2 separate regions of the Sus scrofa genome follow, and region 2 is linked to region 1. Evidence: chromatin contacts called from public Hi-C data. All regions are on one chromosome and are shown on one strand. The core of a region is the stretch at or near the end of the contact, and the rest is flanking DNA. Distances in the headings are between cores, read along the strand shown.

Region 1 (3,077 bases), core at 145-2,644:
CATTGCCAAGAGTTGTGGTGAGTTGTGGTGAGTTGTGGTGTAGGTTGCATATGTGATCATTTTATTCACTCATTCAACCAATAAATGTTGAAGAGGGCTGGAAGTTGAGGGTGGTATTTATCTGAGTTTGAAGTTGTGAAGTTGTCTTTAAAAATTTCATCTCATTTACTCTTTTAAGCAAATATTAAGGATCTATAATCATGCCCTTTTTAAGGTGGGGAAACATGGTTGGGAGGTGTTAGGTTACCTGACCAAACCCAGACAACTAGAAGAAAATGGACCTGAAGCTTCAGATTAGCTCTTCTGACATCACCTCCTGTGTTCTTTCTACTATTCCATATTCACTTCTCTTAGGATTAGCAAATACGAATTAGCAAAATTCTTAATGAATCTGTCTCTTTCTTTGTTTTGTTTTTGTTTGTAAACATAGTAGCTTCTGGTTTGAGGAACAACCTGGAGTTAGACCATAGGGATTGGTGGAAGCCTGAAACGTGTAGTTCCAATTAACGCAAATTCAGATTAAATAGTCAACAGAAGCTACCGTGTTTACTAGTCCTATTCTAGGGACTTAAATTTTTTTTTCTACCAAAAGAAAGAGACTTTTATCCCTCTCTTTCCCAGAGGGTTTTCTTGAGCAGGCATGTAATTACAAAATCCTTCCCCTGTCCCTTCTGTATGTACATAAAATGTATAAAAAGTGAAACAAGCCTCTCGCCAGGAACAGCTCAGGAAAGTTTTTCTTAAGGTCCTAGGAGCCAGCTCTTTGAAATATAATAACCAAGAAAGAGAGTCCCCTATCTGCTCTGAACAGAGGAATTAGCCTAGGCTCCTTGCTCTAAGCTCTAAGTACCTGCTTGACATAGAAATAGAGAAGTTTTCTTTTCCCTTGGATAATGGCAATTAATGAACACAAACGGCCTCTTCAAGGATGACCTACCAAAGAATGTACGGCAAACAGTGTTAAGTCCTCTTAAATGAGAACATATGTATAATGAATGGTACCTTCATGTCTGTATAAAAGGGTGAATTTCTGTCTTAAAAATCGCATTAGCAGATTGCCTGTGACGCCTATCGCAGTCCGGTTCAAAGCTTACTAACAACAAGAACTCCTTACTGCCTCTTAACCGTGGAGATTTTCTGAGACGGCAGGAGAACTTAGTTTTCATTTTTCCTTGACAATATCAATTTATTTATTATGTCTCTTACCTTTACTATCCCTCCCCGCCCCCTACTCCGCCCCCAAGAGTAAATCAGGCTAGAAACGTGCCCCTTGCTCATCCTGCAGGTTGCACCTGGCGAAGGAAGGCGCCACAGCGGCCGTCAGAACCACGACTCCCAGCATTCCTGGCGCTCACCGCTCTCGAGACTTCCTCTTCCGGCCCCAGGGCTGCTGAAACTGAAAGTGCTGGGCTTCTGGCGCTAGACGCCAGGCCCCCCGGCGGATTTTCATCTCCCCCGTCACGAGCTGTTGCTGCTTCAAGTTGGGAAGCCAGACAAACAGTAAAATATGAACGGAAGAGTGGATTATTTGGTTACTGAGGAAGAAATCAGTCTCACCAGAGGACCCTCAGGTATGTGCAGAAGTGGTCATCGCCGAGAGTCGGGTACTTGGGGCTGTAATTGCAGAGCGGACACCTCTTCTGCAGAGCCAGATTTCTTTTGGCCTCAGAGAAGGCAGGCCCCAACCTGGTGGTTGCATGCAGTGTTTGCGGGCTCATAGAAGAATATATTGGCATCCAGCGTTAGCATGAGACGGATCTGAGGAATCCACCTCGTTTTTCAGTCGGATTACCGCATGTATTTATAGTCAGGAGGGGTTTCTTTCTGCTACGGGAAAATCCTGCTTTCTAGACCGTGGCCGTGAACTCCACACCCCTCCTTCCATTGCCTACTCTATCACCGTTTCCGTGAAAGACTGTTTAGTAAAAATGGGAGCATAAACGGTGTGGACTGTAAATACATAGCCGTTTTCTTGCTGATAGTATCCCTCCCTCCCTCCTCCTTTCATTTTTTTTGGGAAATTCATTTAGAGGACCACCCGGAATCCTAAAGCAGAAAGAGACTTAGAGGTCTACTCGGGAAGTTCCCAAACCTGGTTTCGTCTCAAAGTTATGTAAGATTTTTTTGGGTTTTCTTTAAAAAATAAAAGGGCAATTCCTAGAACCCATTTCTGTTAATTTGGATTCAATGCAGGTGTTTCTTTGGGCTTTTTCGTCCCTCTTTCCTCCTTCCCTCCCTCCCTCTTTCCCTTCTTCCTTTCATCCTACCTTGCTTCTTTTCTTCACAAGCACATCAACTGATTCTGATACTACCAAATCCTCACTGACCCCTACAGTCCTCTTACCTCCTGATGCCCTTCATTTCACTAGGCTCTTCACGTTACTCCCTGCTATCTGCCTTGGCTTTTGTTGCCTTTCCTTTACAGCTGTCTAGTGTATCGATTAAGAGAGCTTTAGCTTTGGCTTAAACAGGTCCAAATCTGGAATCTAACCTCTTACTAGTTCTTTGATATTTATTGGCTGACGAACTTTATTACTGATGTAAGTCTTAATTTCTCATCAGTAAAATGTGCATGATAATAGAATACACTTACTAGGGTTATGAGAATGAAATCTAACTATGTAAGATCTTTAGAACGTTGTGTGGTAAGCACTGTGTGTTTGCTGCTGTTGTTAATAGACAAATGATTAGTAAATTCTCCTAAATACTGTCATTTCAAGAGTCTCCAAGTCATCAAGTATCATAGGCTCTCTCTGAAATGTTTTGCATACGCCTTTCAATCCTGTTTCCATCACCACTAGACCAGTCCATCTTTCCTCATCAGGTATTTTGATATAGCTTGGTCCACCACTCATAGATTATTCTTCATAAAATGTGGCTTTCAGAATCATCCATGCTGTCTTTTTTCTTGTTATGAAAAATTGGAAATTGATTTTACTTATAAGACTGTAGTTCTTTGCTAATCTGCATGGTTAAATGCCGAAAAGATTCCATACGAGCTCCTAAACTTTTGTTAAAGGCTCATTCAGTATGACCAAGTGTCTTAATACACTTTTTCTATTTCATATGAATTTTTC
Region 2 (2,870 bases), core at 30-2,529, 410 kb before region 1:
CCCAGATGAAAGAAATCCAAGATTTGCAGAAAAATTTAATCTCTTCAGAGAGACAAAGTCCACTTCACCGACAGCTTACCCAGACTGTTTGAGCCCCAGGAAAGTGGTCTTTGGTCTGAATTCTAAAAAATTGACGGTATTGGAATTTCTTCTAACAGGAACCCTGGAAAGGGGGAGTTTTATGCAGTTTCATAAAGGCGAGAACTATAGAGTTTTAAGAGTTCTTTTAAAGAACACAGCAGTGGGTCTGAAGGCCTTAATAGACAGGGGTGGAAGTTAATCCACCTGATAGGATGCACAGACCCAAGAGAAGGAAGAATCCAATTGTAAAGGGGAGCTGGAGAAGAAAGAGCTCTCCCAGGGCGCAACCTAGCTCAATTCCCCTCTGCTAACTCTCAGTAGCTCACTTTAGGATTTAGAACACAGGTGCTAGCCCTCCGCGTCAGACAAAGGGAGCGGTCTCCTACAGCCTCTTAGGGATGAATGAGGGTTCAGCTTACCTTTTAGGGTCCACCCATCCTTCCTCAGGCGCCCAATGAAGCCGCAGTCTCTTCCTGACGGGCGGTGTCGAACTCTCTCCGGAAACGGACAGGTACCTTGGACCAATGGTTGGAGCTGAGGCGGGCCAATGGGAGCGAGAAATGGGTCAACCTGGGGTTTGAGAATGAGAGAGCCCGCACAGGGGCGGGGGCGGGGGGCGGGCGACGTAGGCGCAGTGGGTGGAGCGGGGCGAGCGGGGCGACTGGCGGGACAGCCTCAACCGCGGCGGGAGGAACCTGCGGACGGGTTGGCGGCGGCCAATGGGAAGGCGGGTTGGCGCAGGGGCGGGCCTGGGCTCCGGGAAGCCCCGCCTCTTCGGGTCCGCAGGGCTGGGGCGGAGCCAGGTCCGCGTCAGGTGGTCCTGGGCGTGCGGGCGGAGCTGGGGGCGGCGCGCGGCGCGGAGCTGGGAGAGGCGGCCGGCTGGAGGCGGCGGGCACCGGCTGCTTGAGCAGGTACCCGTGGTGGAGGTGGTGAGGCCGCCCCAGCGGTCGAACGCGAAGGCGGGGGCTCCGGCCCGCCGCGCCCCCATGCTGCGCTGAGCACTCGCACTCCGCTCACTTGTCGCGGCGCCGCGCCAGCCACAGCGAGCCGGCTCTCCCCGCCCTGCCAGCCCCGGCCCTACCTGCGGCCGCCGTCGGGGGAGGGGGGTTCCCCCAGCTCTGCGGAGCCGCATGAACAATAGGCAGCGGCGGCTCCTGCGGGCGGCGGCAGCCCCGCACCCTATGGATCGGCCGCTCCATGGAGCCCTCCAGAGCGCTTCTCGGCTCCCTGGCGAGCGCCGCCGCTGCCGCCCAGCCGGGGGAGGATGGAGCGGGGGCCGGGGCCGAGGAGGAAGAGGAAGAGGAGGAGGAGGCGGCAGCGGCCCCCGGGGATCTGGGCTCCGACACGCCGATGCCCTACTGGACGGCGGTGTTCGAGTACGAGGCGGCGGGCGAGGACGAGCTGACCCTGCGGCTGGGCGACGTGGTGGAGGTGTTGTCCAAGGACTCGCAGGTGTCCGGCGATGAGGGCTGGTGGACCGGGCAGCTGAACCAGCGTGTGGGCATCTTCCCCAGCAACTACGTGACCCCGCGCAGCGCTTTTTCCAGCCGTTGCCAGCCTGGCGGCGAGGACCCCAGTTGCTACTCGCCCATTCAGTGTAAGGAGAAGGCGGGGCGCGGGAGCCTGGCGGGGGCTGTGGGGGGGGGGGGATGATGGAGCTTGGGGTGGTCGAGGAGGGAGAGGAGCCCTCCTTGAAGGTTAGGTTAAGGTGGTCAGTGATTGACCTGATGTGTGCAAGCGTCCTCGGGCTGCAGGGGCTTTGGCCGGTGCAATTGGTTAGACAGACTTGCCGCAGGCCGCGCCTGGAACCTCAGGCTCTTGGGCTTCTTCACCTTCGCCTGACCACCTCAGCAGCAGCTCCTGATTGTACATCCTGAAGCCCTAGCAAGAGAATCTCCCTCGCACTCCCCACCCCGCAAATCTGGAAGGATTTTAGGCCGGCTGGTGGTTTCTATTATAACCTTAGTCCCCCAGTCTGGGACCTTCCCGACCTTTTCTAGCGCCTTCCCCGCCCCTTATAGGTATTTGCTTTGAAGGAGACGGGGCGGGGGGGGGGGTGTTTCCCGCGGGGCTGGACTGGCGCACCGGTCCCGGAAGTCTGTGTGAACTTACGGCTGAAGTATCTTTCTTGGGTTGCTTTCTTGGATCCTAATCTTGTATCTTAAAAGTTGTACCTTTAGGAGTCTCAGTGAAGAATGTGCTAAGAAGGGTGTGTATTTGTGTGGGGGGGGGGCAGAAATGATTAGGGAGGGAAAAGTATGCCATTCCCCCCACGAGAGATCAGGAGCCCAGGCACAATGGCTAAATCCCAGTCCCTTGACACCTATACAGTGTATTTTCTCCTTTATTCTCACCCTAGATCCTTGCCTATATTTGGTCTTTGCCAAATCTCAGGGGGCCCATGCGCAGGGGTCCCTCCCAGGTCTTCCAGTGTCCTGGTTTTCACCAATTTCCCAGGAGCCCCCTGCTCCACACCCTGTAATGAAATTTTCTTTGTTTTTTCAAAGAAGTTGCCATTAGAATCCTTTAATCAGTGATGCTAGGTGGTTTTAGAAGAAAGATGTAAATATCTCCTGGGGCACTTTACACTATTTTGTATTTGAGGTTTTCCGTAATTTCTTTGCTGTTAAAAAAGTATTGTTAATACACGTGTATCATTATTTAGTCCATATGTTAATATACTTTGCATCTTAGTTGATTTTAAAAAATCATTACCAAGGGCCAACTTTCAACATTTAGTTTTAAAGTTTTATTTGTAATAGTTATCTTTATGGTCCTGTAACTTAATT

Evidence for each region. Hi-C and Micro-C count contacts between places; a contact is called where the count stands out from the background.
Region 2: a contact with region 1 is called in a Hi-C map of embryonic fibroblasts, with 2.0 times the contacts expected there. The contact joins the promoter of MAP3K9 here to the promoter of SYNJ2BP in region 1. A contact is called at or near these places in 1 of 5 promoter capture datasets (liver), 3 of 47 Hi-C or Micro-C datasets (embryonic fibroblasts and fetal skeletal muscle) and 2 of 2 datasets of contacts at active chromatin or transcription factors (alveolar macrophages and skeletal muscle).

The regions. Positions count from the first base shown.
Region 1 is chr7:93,972,653-93,975,729 of Sscrofa11.1, reverse strand. SYNJ2BP (synaptojanin 2 binding protein) reads left to right here and starts at 1,394. Exons shown (of 4, transcript NM_001244991.1): 1 at 1,394-1,571. The coding sequence starts at 1,508.
Region 2 is chr7:94,378,469-94,381,338 of Sscrofa11.1, reverse strand. MAP3K9 (mitogen-activated protein kinase kinase kinase 9) reads left to right here and starts at 1,279. Exons shown (of 12, transcript XM_021099417.1): 1 at 1,279-1,678. The coding sequence starts at 1,279.